2 separate regions of the Mus musculus genome follow, and region 2 is linked to region 1. A link is a contact called in public promoter capture Hi-C data. All regions are on one chromosome and are shown on one strand. The core of a region is the stretch at or near the end of the contact, and the rest is flanking DNA. Distances in the headings are between cores, read along the strand shown. Region 1 holds the start of Pgap4 (post-GPI attachment to proteins GalNAc transferase 4). Region 2 holds the start of Smc2 (structural maintenance of chromosomes 2).

The links. Capture Hi-C pulls out chosen DNA fragments and counts their contacts.
Region 2: a promoter capture Hi-C map of adipose tissue shows a contact between it and region 1, with 4 times the contacts expected there. The contact joins the promoter of Smc2 here to the promoter of Pgap4 in region 1. A contact is called at or near these places in 2 of 39 promoter capture datasets (hippocampal neurons and liver) and 1 of 9 other capture datasets (adipose tissue).

The regions. Positions count from the first base shown.
Region 1 is chr4:49,593,430-49,601,072 of GRCm38.p6, forward strand. It overlaps Pgap4 (post-GPI attachment to proteins GalNAc transferase 4), which reads right to left and starts at 4,447. Exons shown (of 2, transcript NM_025944.4): 1 at 4,195-4,447. Gm33106 (a long non-coding RNA gene) reads left to right here and starts at 2,410. Exons shown (of 3, transcript XR_390562.3): 1 at 2,410-2,451; 2 at 3,427-5,399; 3 at 6,126-6,343.
Region 2 is chr4:52,436,096-52,443,738 of GRCm38.p6, forward strand. It overlaps Smc2 (structural maintenance of chromosomes 2), which reads left to right and starts at 3,126. Exons shown (of 25, transcript NM_001301412.1): 1 at 3,126-3,315; 2 at 4,106-4,328; 3 at 6,158-6,307. The coding sequence starts at 4,161. Smc2os (structural maintenance of chromosomes 2, opposite strand) reads right to left here and starts at 2,869. Exons shown (of 2, transcript NR_045175.1): 1 at 2,557-2,869.

The DNA of each region.
Region 1 (7,643 bases), core at 3,197-5,696:
AAAAAGTATTTTAAATGTTCCATAACTATATTCTGAATGCTAAATTAAAAACCAGTTTAAAAAATCTCAGAGGGAGACACTGAGGGAGAAGCCTTTCCTCAGGCATGGGGCAGGATGCTGCAAACCATGATGACAGTGTCCCTTCCCATCTGACCCTCTCAAGCACGGTCAGTACAGCACTCTTTTCTGTAGACCTGGTCGATAACAGTTCCCCTGTATCTGCAGAGGACAGTCCAACTGCTTTGCCAAGACCCCCCAGAATTCAGCTCTGATAGTCTTTCCAACAGCACATTCCTTACACATAGCAACTCAACCATGGAAAAACAGATCAAGAGGTACAGGTCCCTTCTAAACAACAGCCTGGTTTCCCCGACAGAACTGACCACCTTTTCCTTACACATTGGGGCTTTCCTCAGAGCATTTAGCTGTCACTTTCGGCTTTAGATTGTACAGCCGTCCCTCGGGATCCAAGGTGGATTGGTTCTAGAACTTTCACTCCTCAGAATACCAAAATCTGAAGGTGCTTAGATTCTTTATATAAACTGTCACAGTCTTTATGTGCTCGGTCTGCACTTCTTAAATACATTACATTAGCTCTAATACTGGTCAGAACGCAGGACGCTATGGTTTTTGTTTAGGGAAGAATAACAATAAAAATTAATACAAACGTGTTTGATTTAAAGAAAATTTCATTTCTTGGATCATTTTCGATCTGAAGTTAGCTGGGTCCACAGATACGAACCCCGAGGTACGGAGTAGAATATCTACTTTCAGAGATTTATTACATCCTCTCTGCACACTCCAGGGTGTGTTAGACCCTTGATTCCATTTGGACCAATTGGCTCTCAGATAGCAATATGATTTAATCCTGTTTAGGTGGAAAAAAGATTCTATCAATCCATAAGCAGGAAATTCAAAGCCCACACACTGCCCGTGTTGCCTGATGCCTTTCACGACTTTACTCATAACCCTTCACTCAACAACCCTTTAAGTCCCTTCTTCTTTTTTTTGTTTGTTTTTTTGTTTGTTTTTCGAGACAGGGTTTCTCTTTATAACCCTGGCTATCCTGAAACTCACTTTGTAGACCAGGCTGGCCTCGAACTCAGAAATCCACCTGCCTCTGCCTCTGCCTCCTGAGTGCTGGGATTAAAGGCGTGCGCCACCATGCCCAGCTTAAGTCCCTTTTTACTGGGTTCAGTGTCATTTGTCTTTGATTTGCCTCACAGGCCTGGCACAGTAAGTACTCTATACCAAGAAGAGATTTAATGACTGTATTTTGGCCACCATGGCCCTCTTTATTTCTCTGCTATAAAACTGGGAGCAGCATACAGCCCAGTCACATACTGGGCAGAGAACAACTTATTTCTAACTTTGCCCAGCATTTATGTGACAGGGACTCTTTTAAGCATTGAGTGGATCTGCATAAAAAGCCTATAATAGTTATTAAATTCACTTTGTAGGTGGGCAAGCTAAGGCAGAATAAACTTGAAGTGGTTAACAAAGATTTTGGAATGTAGTAGTAAAAAGGTCAATCCAGGATCCCTGCTCTTACCCAACATGTACGAGAGCGTCTGAGCCCAAGAAAGTGAAATGAAAACCCATCAGCAACAGTAAGAACCACTTTTACGACACGGTAGGTAACAACATAAAACAATATGGTGTGTGTGTGTGTGCATGGAACCACTGGTTACCTCTGAAGAGACATACATACTATGTATTTATAAAACACATAAAATAAATTATTTCATCCCATCCATCAAACTTCATTGACAGAATTAAAAAATAAACTCAGGTAAAGTGGAAAAGAAATATATTTAGAATAAAAATGAAATATACAAATAATTTGGAGACATGGGCAGACTATACACATAAAATTATACTAAAGGATATTTTAAAAGTCACTAATAAATGCATTAAAAGAACACTTTCCTACCGGAAAGTCTCAGTTAATAGAGAGGTGGTCCTTTTTCCAAAACAAGTTTTGAGAATTAACACAATCTCAAATCAGTTTACTCCAAGAGGAAGCAATATGGCTTCAACAAACAAGCATTTGCACAGGAATTGGTAAATCTTACAAGGTAATTCCAAGGCACACCTTTTGATGTGGGATAGCAAGTAATACACCTGGCAGCAATGATGATTTATGCTTCTTAGAACCAGTAAGAATGTCTTCCTTAAATTTTGTTCGTAATAGGAAGGGCTGAGTGATAAATGGGACGAGAAGGGCAGCTATGTTGATTCAAATTATAGAAAATGTACATAGTATGACCATTTTTTATTACATATAGGGAATATAATTTAATGAAAGTGAGCTGAGAGGCATGAGAGAAGGTTTCCTGCTGGCTTTCTACATGTCTGCAAAGAACATGTATGACCTCAGTGACCTGTACTCAAAATTTCACTCCACAATGAGTCTTGTGCCAGACACATGGACGGTGAGCAGGGCAGCAAGTAAGCCTAAATCCCCTTTAATCCCTAATTTAAATTGCTACATTTATGGTGTATTAGATATCTTATATTTGTGAGTTTGTCCCTTTTCATTATTGTTGTTGTATTAATTCTTATTTATTATATTGAGACAAGGTCTTGTTATGAAGCTCAGACTGACATGAAACTAGAGATTCTCTTACCTCAACCTCCCTAGCACTAGGATTGCGAGCCTGGGCCACTATGCCAGTGTGTGCCATGGCTCTTGTTATTTTAATTACTGAGACTTTATAGCATGTTTTATTATCTTATTAAGCCTATTTTTTTTCTCATGACCCAGTATAATTCTCCTAGCTTTTAAAAACAACTTTGGTCTACAGCCACACCACCCTCAATGCCCCCAATCTTGTCTAAAAACAACTTTATTGAGGCACATTTAGTACAACAAAATGTACCATTTAATTGTTCAAATAGTTCAAAGTTTTGACAAATTGATAGTCAGATTACTATCAACACATTAAAAAATTAACGAAAGCATTTTAAAGAATGTTTTGAATTATAATTAGAAAAACTACTCCAATTAAAATATGGATCCATATAAATGAGCAAGTCAAACACAGGTAATTAGGTATGGGTTCCTATGGATAAAGGCAAGCAAATTAAAACTACATACCATTATTAATATAATTACATTATTAATAATAACTACATTGTTAATATTAACTTCAAATATAGAAAAATTTAAAGCTAAACAGAGAATCTCAACAATCTAAAAGATGTAGTTTTGTTTATATTTTTCTTTTTTTTTTTTCTTTTTTTTTTTTTTTTTTCTTTTTGCTCCATGCTTATCATTTCCATTTCTTTTTTTCTGGTTCTCATCATATTAAGCATTAGACGAACCTTGTTTGCTCTTCTGGTCTCATAAACTATGTGGCGCATAAAGACCCCCTAGAAATCCTCCAATAAAACTATTTCCCATACATGGTTTATTTCTCTCAGGGAAACCGGCGTGCACTTGCGCGCACACCCACACCTGCAGTTTCTGGTGATAATCCGCATGGTGAGATCATCACTGAAGCCGCATTGTGGTCCCGCAGGGAGAGCAAGGGTCGAGCAGGAGATGCCAGGTCACTGTGACCTGCGGGGGTTCAGGTCCCGCGACAACCTCCTGAACGCAGTGCGGCACGGGCGACGCCTGGCACAAGAACCTGAGCGAAAGCTGCGACACACCCATCCATCCACTCTGGGGAAAATAATAGTGACTGAAAACCCCTAGCTTGGCATCTAGGGCCCTCGCTGACCTTGGGGAGTCCCCTCTGCCCACCGGCCTCAGTTTGCCCACCTTCAGGCAGAGACTGCGAGTCCAGCGCAGTGGCGTTCCAGGCGCGGGCGTTCCCGGGAGCGGGAGGGGCGCCTTCCTCCGGTCACCTTCGCTGGAGGACGCGCCCCGCCGAGGACGGGCGGAGGGGCCCCCGCTCCCGGGCAGCCATTAGGGGGTAGCGCTCAGGCCGGCCGCTGTGTGGGGCTCCCGGGCTGCATCCTCGGGCCTGGTGACAACCCGGCCCGGCCGGCGACAGCCAAAGAGCGAGGCGACCCGCCTGGTGCCACAGACGCACCGAGGGCGGGGCCGCGGCCGAGCCAGCCTGCGGGGCTCAGGGCGGGGGACGCAGGCCTCGGGAGCACCACTCCCCTCATCGGCCGTCGCTCCCACATCGCGTCCCCTCGAGGGCGCGCTTCTCCGCGACACCAGCCCGGCAGGAAACCTACCCCGTGGAGGCGTCAGCTACGTCCTGGCTTGCCAAGGCCACCGCCGCTGTAGCCCAGGCCACCGCTGCTGTAGCCCAGGCTGGCTGGTCTCGATGGTGGCGCCTTGGCAGAACCCTGCCGGGCGGAGAGTAGCGGAAGGCTCGCCTCCTCCAGCATTCGCTCCGGTGCAGGGCTCCCCTCGCTCTGCCAGGCCACGTGACCTGAGAGCTGCGGAGCAACTGCAGCCCCCAAAGCTGGCTTGGGGGTGGGGGTTGCGGGGCGGGGTGGGGGAGAGGCAAAAGGCGCCAACTGATGGGCAGCGAGGGAAAAGCAGGGTCGCTCCCAAGTCAGGAGAACAGGATGATGTCCCTTTTATAATGTGAATGCAAGCCTAGGTTTTATTCCATCAGGTGGGCACAAGAAGAAAGATGTATTTTAATAAAGCATCTCGCCCTTTGCGGAAGCGTTTGTGTAGAAACCTATTTCTCTGTTTCTGAATGGGCTTTAATCTTCTAAACGCCTTCTGTTTAAATGCAAAAGCCCCTGGGAGACATAACTGGAGAGGGAGAAAAATATACGCACTGGGGTAGAGTAATCCTGACGTGCAACACAGGGAAAGCATAGGAAATGACTCAAGGAAGGGGGAAAAAAACTGCATGTCTGACTATGAGAAGGTAAAAAACAGCCAGCTTAGTACCCTGGCCTCACCAGGGCTCTCACCACCATACATCTTTGTGGCCATTTTTATTGCTTCTATTCCATGTCAGTTTGCCAGTGTAGGCTAGGACTTAAATGAGTATTTTGGATGTACATATAATAGGAATTTTTTTTTTGGTGATCATAATGTTGTATTGTCTGATCATTATCACTTAAATACTCAGGATGGAAACAAGTTGCAAGATTAGGAGGCACCGATAGAAAATATCCAGTAAAACCCTTTCTGTAACAGGGTACATACGAGTTTACAGGGTTAAAAAGAGGAAATTCCATAAGTAAATTATTTGATGCAAAAAATGAGATCATCATCTTGTTTCCAGATGTTCTAGCTGCTTTCTACTACAGAGGCGAACAATCCTGAGCTCAGCCTATTGAGCCAAGTTCCTGCTGTTGAAGCCTCTCAGAACTCATGTCACTGGGGTTCTTTGTGTCCACTTGAAGGAGCCTTGAGGTGATCGCAGAAAAAGACAACCAACTACAAGAAAGGCCATGATATCTGCCTGATTTAGGTGAAAATTTCTTGTCATTTGCTTGTCTGGTTTGTATGTTTTAGCTGTGTGTACTGGCTGGTTCTGCGTGTCAACTTGACACAGCTAGAGTTATCACAGAGAAAGGAGCTTCAATTGGGGAAGTGCCTCCATGAGATACAGTTGTAAGGCATTTTCTCAATTAGTGATCAAGAGGGGAAAGGCCCCTTGTGGGTGGTGCCATCTCTGGGCTGGTAGTCTTGGGTTCTATAAGAAAGCAAACTGAGCAAGCCAGGGGAAGCAAGCCAGTAAGAAACATCCCTCCATGGCCTCTGCATTAGCTCCTGTTGTCTGACCTGCTTGAGTTCCAGTCCCGACTTCCTTCAGTGATGAACAGCAATGTGGAAGTGTAAGCTGAATAAACCCTTTCCTCCCCAACTTGCTTCTTGGTCATGATGTTTTGTGCAGGAATAGAAACCCTGACTAAGACAGCGTGTGTTTTTAACTTTGTTGGTAGTGCTTCTTTCAGTGTTTTATTCCCAGTTCTTTTGAGATTAGAAAACTCACCCGTAAGATTTTGTTCACTAAGTCTGTGGAGAGCTTTTCTTTAACGGTCCAGAATAAAGCCTGTCTTTGAGGAGTGTTCCATGTGGCCTTGGAGCGATACATGCTGGGCAACTGTTTGGTTTTACAGTGGTTTCATTATTTTAAAGCGTCCTGTCAGGCATAGTACTGTTGACACTGTCTTTCCTGGTTTTGACTTTCTAGCTTTGTCAGCTGTGGAAAACTGTCTGTGAAGATTAATGAAGCTGTGCATCATCCACTTTCTTCTCACTTTAAATGTTCACACGTCTTATCATATGTTCTATTGCTCTGTAATCAGGCGTATGTACACGGATGACGGCTCTCCCCTCTACCAATACAAAGTGCCTCTACCTTTGGCAGTATGTTTATAACGCATCTGATAATAAACCAGCTATTCCGGCTTTCTTCTCTTTTCTCTAGACGTATCTAATGAATGACAAAACAAAACAGGCCATTGCTGGTATTGCATTAACTCTGAAGTCTACAACTTTCTCCAAGGACTATTGGGTGTTGCTCTAGCACACAATTTACTTGCCTGGATTCAGTGTTCAATTTCACACTGTGTGTTTCCTGCAATAGCTGATATCTCGGATCATTTTTCCTCCTCTCCTTTTACCCCTCCCCATCCATCCAGCTTCTGTTATACTTGCATAGGCTCCCCACTCCCCCACGGTGTCTTGTCTGTATTCCAGTAGATTTGCAATCACCTGAAGATTTGAGAAGATTCTAAATCCAGTTTGGGGGGATTTAGTTTATTTCTGTTTTCTTGTATTACACCTCCCTATCTAAATTTCTAGCCTCTCTTCCGCCTCCCCCTGAGCTGATGCCCTGATGCTTCAAAGCTGAGTAAGGCTTCAGCTCTGAGCTTCGTGGACTTTATCCAATTGCACACACACAGCAAAGCAAAAAGTATGAATCTCACCCAGGGCAGTTTTATCTTTCAAACATAGACCCTCTTTTGATGTGTATCTGGGGTATTTTGTTTGATTTGTTGGCCTCTTTGCCTGGGGCATTGCCAGTGAGTTTGAGAAGTTCAGAAGTCAGCGGGGCTGTGGCTGCAGTTTATACTAAGGTGAATCTCAGTCATTCTGCTGCTCTCTGGCTTCTAGCATTTTCCCCTCATTTCCCAGTTCTCCTAGCAGTGAAGTGTGTCTAAAGCCACTGTGTACTTGGAATCCTCTTTTTTCTGCTTCAGTAGCTGTGAAGATTAAAACAATGGGAAACCAACAAAAACAAAAATACAAGTAGAAAATGTCACATTTTGTTACGGTTTGAATCTGAAATGTCCTTGCACACGCATGTGTTGACCATTTGGTCCCCATCTGGTGACAGTATTTGGATAAGCTCTGGAAGCCTTGGAATGGATGCCTAGCTGGAGGAGGGAGGTAAGTCAGACCTGGCCTTTGAAAGTTATACCTGGTCCCTAGTCCCTCCCTTGCTTTCCTTCTTTCAAGTGGTTTCTGTCTGTCATTCTATCACAATGTGGAGAAAATCAGGCAATACACAATTTATCAAGTGGCTGCCTCCTTCAGATTGCTTTTTGGTTCTTTTTACATCTGGCCAGAATTTATAAAGGTCTTCTGCAGAAAATGTAATGCATAAATCCACCCAACTCCTACCAGAAATTGGAGTATTAATTAATTAATGAGATAATCTATAATTACATTTGTTTGTTCATTTGTTTTTAGTAGGACTGGCTGG
Region 2 (7,643 bases), core at 1,876-4,375, 2.8 Mb after region 1:
AGATGGAAGACCAAAATGTGGGAGCTTTGGTCTTTCTTAGGAGTAACAAAATACTCAACGGAGCAATTACAGAGACAAAGTGTGGAGCAGAGACTGAAGGAAAGGCCATCCAGAGACTGCCCCACCTGGGGACCCATCCCATATACAGTCACCAAAGCAGACACTATTGTGGATGTCAAGAAGAGCATGTTGACAGGAGCCTGATATAGCTGTCGCCTGGGAGGCTCTGCTAGAGCCTGACAAATACAGAGGTGCATGATTGTGGCCAATCATTCAACTTACCACTGGGTCCCCAATGGAGGAGTTAGAGAAAAGACTGAAGGAGCTGAATGGTTTGCAACCCATAGGAAGAACAATATCAACCAACCAGAGCTCCCAGGGTCTAAACCACCAACCAAAGACTACACATGGAGGGACCCATGGCTCCAGCTGTATATGTAGCAGAGAATGGCCTTGTAGGGTATCCATAGGAGAAGAGGCCCTTGTTCCTATGAAGGCTGGATGCCCCTTTGTAGGGGAATTTGAGGGCAGGGAGGTGGGAGTGAGTGGGTGGGAGAACACCCTCATAGAAGCAGGAGGAGGGGGGAAGGGATAGGGAGTTTCTGGAGGGGAAATCGGGAAAGGAGATAACATTTGAAATGTAAATAAATAAAATATCCAATTAAAAAAAAACTACTAAAAATGAAAAAAAAGAGAAATATCAAAAAACAAAACCCAAAACTACTTAGAAAGAAAGAGATTAGCATCACAGAAAAGGTATAGACAATAACGGAGGGGTGATATGAGCAAAGGAGACATACTCTACATATAGAAATATGTCATAATGAAACCTATCATTTTATATAATGAGTACAGCATAATAAAAGAGTACACTTAAATACTTAAGTACCTGTACATTTTTATCCATTTGTCTTAAGGATATCATCTAGCTATTCGTCTATTAAGGTAGCCAACATACTAATGATGTCTGTCTTAATATCTGTCTTAAATTTTTATCCCCCAAGCAAGTAATAAAATTTGTGAAAATCCATGTTAGATTTGTCTAAAAATCAAAATTCCTTATTCATAAAAAAGTGATCAAAGGAATATAGCAGAGCTGAAGGTGAAAATGTATAATTCAACAGAGCCAACATAAATAAGTCAAGTCATTGGAGTTCAAGAGTAGTAGGAATTACACCAGACAAAATATCTTTATTAAAGTGGTGTTAGCTAATTTCACAGACAAATAGGCTGATACCACAGGAAGGCAGGTAGCATACTATTATAGATACTGTACTGTTTCTTTTTTGTTTCTTTGTTTTTCGAGGCAGGGTTTCTCTGTATAGCCCTGGCTGTCCTGGAACTCACTCTGTAGACCAGGATGGCCTCGAACTCAAAAATCCGCCTGCCTCTGCCTCCCAAGTGCTGGGATTAAAGGCGCGCGCCACCACTGCCAGGCAGTCTGGCACTTTTTACTTGAGAACCTGCTGCCAATGCTTGCCTAGGAAGTTCTCAGGTTCAGGAAGGCGATCTTCACTTTCCTCCCTGTCTACCACTGTAAATTTCAGCATGCACAGGACCTGCAGTTCTAAGCCAGTATTGAGAGGGAAAATAGAAACAATCCTCCATCCTAACCCAGAAGCTATATCCAATTGATAACTGCTGCAGAGCAAATCATTTTTCCAGTGATGTCTGGGTGTACAAACCATATTTAAGGGTAGTCCCTCCCGATGCCTAGCAATAGATGGCCAACATAAAACGAACTTAATGGTATTTTTAGAGGGTTTTTGTCTCACACTGCTTTGTCTGAACATTTCCATTTAATATTAAAAATCTTTTGTTTATTATGTATTATGGTTTCTGCTTTTGTTTTTATGTTTTGTGTGTATATCTCTGTGTGAATGTGTCTCATTGTGTCTCTAATGCTCTTTCTTTGGCTTTTTTCCCCCTCCTGTTTATTTGGTCCTTCTGTTTTTAAAATCTTATTTTATCATCATCATTTTAGATGTCTGTTTATATTCTTATGAGAAAGAGAAAAGAAAATGTGTGGATTTGGGTGAGTGTGGAAATGGAGGAGGTTCTAGGAGAGGTTGGGGCGGAGAAAACTAATCGGAATATACGGTAGGAAAAAAAATAAATTTTCAATAAAAAAAACAAAGCTAAGCCCTTCTCTTAGTATTGATGCTTAAATATAAATAATCCCAACACCATTTTTTTTTTAAATTACATAGTTGATGGGGATCAGCTCTAACTAGCAATGTAAAATTAGCAGTTGTAGATAATAAGTTTAGGAGTACACACTCTGTAGTTAGGCAGCCTGGAACAAAAATCTCTCTTCACTTATAAGTCGTTTAACCCAGTGATTCAATAAACTCGTCTGTACAAAAGGAAACACTAGGGTTCCACGTTTGTTGAGGAAATTCTTGACAGCCTTTGAAACACAGCTACCCGATCTACAGAACTCTGTAAATACAAACTGTTATTAAGAAGCTTCAGCAACATTTCGTGAACCGGTACGTCAGCCACTGCTTATCATTAAACAGGTTTTCGGCATAAAAAAAAAAAAAAAAATCTTACAGCCGTTTGCCTAGCATCTTCCACCAAACTCCACATACTGCAGGCCTACAGTCCCCTCCGGAAACTGGAACTGGTTTTGGTTTGTGTTTTCAAAGCCAGTGCCTTTCTCTTCAATTAGTAGAAAATGAAGCCTCAGAGGACTTTTCTCACTAGTGTTGGTTTCCACCCTGTAATATCCTCGAAGGGTCCCGGGACCCCCGGCCCGCCCCCGCCCCGGCCCGCCCCGGCCGCGCCCCGCAGCAAAGAGCGTAGACCGGGAGGGGGCGGAGCCTGCGGACAGAAGCCAAGGCTCCGACCGATAGCCTGAAAGGGCCAGAAAGAGGGCGGGGCCGGCAACGCGCGAGGCCCAGACCTGGAAGAGGTGCTGCCCAGAGCATGCCTGACGCGATGTCAGCACGACCTATCTTCATTTTCGCTTTCCATGTTCAAAACGGTATAGTCTCCTACCTTCCAATATTAAAACTATTATTTATTGTCGCTATGTCGTTTCTGTGTTTTTCCTTAGGGCAAAAGAGGAAGCGCTTCAGTCAGGCAGATACTAGGCACCAACAGAGCGCAGACGCCTCGGAGTTGGGGTCCTTTGCTCGCGCCGAAATTCAAAGGAACAGTTCCGGCACGGTTGTTGGCTGCAGCGGATGCGGTGCCCGGGATGGTGGCGTTCGCCCGGTAGCGCCTGAGTACAGGTCGGGTGGCCTCACTGTCCACTTTCGCGTCGGGTTGGAACTTTGCTGGTTCCCCTGGCCAGCCGCTTTGTGGCGGGTGCGTAGTGCTGCTCTTGGCCCGGCCTGGTGTCCAGGCGGGAGATGAGGCACAGGGGTGGGCAAGATTCTCAAGGAGGGACTTGAAGCGAGAATTAGAGATGTTGACTGTTGTTCATCCGTAAGGTGAATCGAGAAAGGCTTGGGCAAGCGAGAGAACACGGAATTTTAAAACGAGGCAGTAGAATGGATTCACTTCGCCCTTAAGGTTCACTAACTACCCGGGTTCTGAGAGTCGAGTGTAAACAGAGTTAAGGTCGTATGTAGGCAAAAAAGCACAACGGGACCGAGAATGAGTTGGAAAGACGGTGCCGACTGATGTCATCTTTTACTGCTGTGGAGGAAAAAGGAAGGAGAGGATGGGTGTGCGTGCTATTAGGGAGATCCATGAAGGACTCCTGTAAGATGTATGCTAAGTGGTGTGCAGTAAAGAGTATTCAGTCCAGTGTCGTCTGTGGCAAGGATAATGAAATGGGAAATAATTAGTAGTCTCTGTTAACTACAGTATTGTAGTGCAACACGAACCTAGGAAAGTGGACAGTAATGATAAAGATGATTTTTAGGTTAAATGGTTTAACTTACCGGCATTGGCTAACGGTTGGATGTTTTAAAATCTGAGCCAGCTGTTTTTAGGAGAAAAAGTAGTTTGGCAGGTGTATTTTTTCTTTTCTTTTCTTTTCTTTTTTTTTTTTTTTTTTTTTACTTTACGTTATTGTGTATCCTGTCGTATTTACTATGATTTGAGGGTTTTTAACATTCTACATAAATGATCTTATTTCTGTTTTATACAGACGTGACTTGTAGCTTGTTGCCTAACAGGCTTACTAACCCAAGACAGTTTAGAAAATGTATGTTAAATCAATCATTCTCGAAGGATTCAAGTCCTATGCACAGAGGACTGAAGTCAATGGTTTTGACCCCCTCTTCAATGCGATCACTGGTTTAAATGGTAGTGGAAAATCCAACATATTGGACTCCATATGCTTTCTCCTAGGCATCTCCAACCTGTCCCAGGTAAAGTGTCAGCTTTTCTGACTTATGTGTTGGCAAGAGAATCTGTTAATCTGTGGAGACTTTGGGTTTTCTTTCTTTGCATGTTTGTACTTCATGTGTTTTGTTTGTACTTCATGTGAGTTATGTTGTGTTGCAGTGCAGCCGTTTAAGCAAATACTATTACTGTTTCATCCTGTAGACAGACGAAAAGATACATACAGAGGCCTTGCCTGAGGTTTGTCCTCCTAAGCTGTTGGGAGTAACACCCATACCAGCATACCAGCACTGTTATATTGGGTAGTCTCTGTTCTCAGTCCATACCTGCTCTTTTTTTTTTTTTTTTTTTTTTTTAGTTTCCCACATTTCTTTTTTTTTTTTTTTTTAATTTTTTATTAGGTATTTTCCTCACTTACATTTCCAATGCTATCCCAAAAGTCCCCCATACCCACCCCCCAACTCCCTTACCTACTCACTCCCCCTTTTTGGCCCTGGCGTTCCCCTTTACTGGGGCATATAAAGTTTGCAAGTCCAATGGGCCTCTCTTTCCAGTGATGGCCGACTAGGCTATCTTTTGATACATATGCAGCTAGAGTCAAGAGCTCCGGGGTACTGGTTAGTTCATATTGTTGTTCCACCTATAGGGTTGCAGACCCCTTTAGCTCCTTGGGTACTTTCTCTAGCTCCTCCATTGGGAGCCTTGTGATCCATCCAATAGTGAGCATCCACTTCTGTGTTTGCTAGGCCCCAGCATAGTCTGGGTCCTTTCAGCAAAATCTTGCTAGTGTGTGCAATGGTGTCAGCGTTTGGAAGCTGATTATGGGATGGATCCATGGATATGGCAGTCTCTAGATAGTCCATCCTTTCGTCACAGCTCCAAACTTTGCTTTGTCTCTGTAACTCCTTCCATGGGTGTTTTGTTCCCATTTCTAAGAAGGGGCAAAGTGTCCACACTTTGGTCCTCGTTCTTCTTGAGTTTCATGCGTTTAGCAAATTGTATCTTATATCTTGGGTATCCTGATAAGTGGATATTAGCCCAGAAACTTAGGATACCCAACATACCTGCTCTTTTTGAAGGGACTCTTGTTGGCCTCTCGTGGAAATATGGCTCTAGCAGGCCATGCCCTTCCATCCAGTCCCTCTGCCTTGCTAAAAACTGTTAGATTACATTCCTAAAGTTAGCCACCAAGGTCCATTCCCTTATTTTGGTCACTTCTGCCTCCTGAGGCTGACTGCCAAGGTCCAGCTATCAAAGTATTGAAGTCCAGCAATCAAAGCACCCCCCCCCCCTGGCTCACCTAATTAAAATGCCCAATCAAAATTAACCAATTTATCCTAACATGGGGGTTTCCCATTTATGTTTATAAAGTGCTGTTTGTCTGTGGAGCACAGCTGTCTCCCACCCTCCCAGAGGCAGTCCTTTGTTGTCTCTACTCCCAAACCCAGGACAAATACCCCTTTCCCTTTCCCTCTCCCTCTCCTTCCCTCACTCTTGTGTCTTGAGCCAATACTGGTTCTTTCACTTGTGCTTACAGTGAATGCCCTATCAGAGTGAACTAATGGGCATGGGATGGCTAGTGAAGTTCATAGACAGTACTTCCTTGAGTTTTGAAATTAATTCTTGCTAAGTCAGTAGAAATTCAAAACAGAAAGAAAGTGCTATTGAAAAAAGTACATATTATAAGTTATTGTCTGTAGTCCTTGCTTTTCTTGCTGACGGATGTGGCTGCCTGTTTTTACTTAACGTAACACTATATAGGTGGGTTTTCCAGAACAACACATATAGTATTAATCCTGCTCTTGTATAATATGATGCTTTGTCAATGAACTTTCCTTTCCCTTTTTAATTATAGGTGCGGGCTTCAAATTTACAAGATCTCGTTTATAAAAATGGACAGGCTGGGATTACCAAAGCCTCTGTTTCAATCACTTTTGATAATTCTGACAAAAAGCAGAGTCCGTTGGGATTTGAAGCTCATGATGAAATCACAGTAACAAGACAGGTGAGTAGCTGTCAAATATCTGGATAGCTTATGTTGTGTGGCATTGTTTCTTGAAAGATCTGCTCACCCCAAGTAGAGAACCAACAATAGACCAAAGCATGAATACCACCACAGTGCAGCTTGGTAAACCATTGAATTGTACTAGGATTACTTACAGGATTTGGGGTGAGGAATTATTTACAGAAGTAGAAATGACTCAAAGACAGCTGCGTCATCCATAGCTCACACAACTAGGAACAGAGAGCACACTGCACAGCCTGCAGACAACTTGACAGATGAGAGAGTATCTTTTCTATCATTTGGTCTAGTTTTAGAGCAGTCTCACTGGGCCCAGACTCTTCCAGGTAGCTGGGCTGGTCTCAGTGGTCTGTGTAGCTTTTCTCTTCTCAAGAGTCTTCCTGCACTTCAGCTTCCTTGGGGCAGTCGGGTCTTATTGCTTGCCCTCACAGGAAGGCACCTAGTGGTCTGGTTAGCTTTAGGGACTTCTTGAAGCTACCTTGAGTTTGTTCTCTTTAAACTTCCCTGCAGAATGGGACATCCCAATCTTAGAAGAAACTGTTTCACAGAACTGCACTATGATACAGCAGTGGTTCTCAACCTCCCGAGAAACTGTATCAAAGGCTAGTAGCGTTAGTAAGGCTGAGGACCACTGACTTAGAGTTTCTCTTGGAGGCAGGTCAGCTGAACCCAGCATCTTTCAAGTAGTTGCTGGTCTGCAGCCTATCTTATTTGAGAGTGTCTCTCAACAGTACTTCTTGCATAAGCGTAATGGGCCGTGGGAGTGGGCAGTGAGTCTGGTCTGTTTCGGGCTTTCCTGGAGGTTTTAAATGGTTTACCTCCTGAATTTTAAGGTGCTTTGCTATAGGATGGAATGTTTCACCTCCTCTTAGAAATAATACCCTGTGTCTGAAGGAGCTTCTTGTCAAGAAGGAATATTCTCTCTTGGAGGAAATTGCTATATAACTCTTGCAAACTTTTCAGATCTAATGTGTTTGGCTGTATGGCTCAGAAAAAACTGCCTGGGCGGTTCTTAGGAGTACTGACTACAATCCATTAGAATATCTTTCGTATAGAGTCTTGGACAACTGTATAATGTTGCTTTAGTCAATAATGAAGTGTGTATTTGGCCCATAAGCTATGTCATCTTTAAGAGCAGTGAAAGAGATCTTTAGAGTCTTCCTCCTCGTGAAAGCACTAAGCTATGCTTCGAACTTAAGCTGTGCCATGCTTAGCTTTCATCGCTGTGAATGCTTCCTTTTACCTCATCCTTTACCTCAGATCTTGCATTCTATTCTGGTTTTGTAAAGAGGTTATTAAAAACTAATCTTTTTTCTCC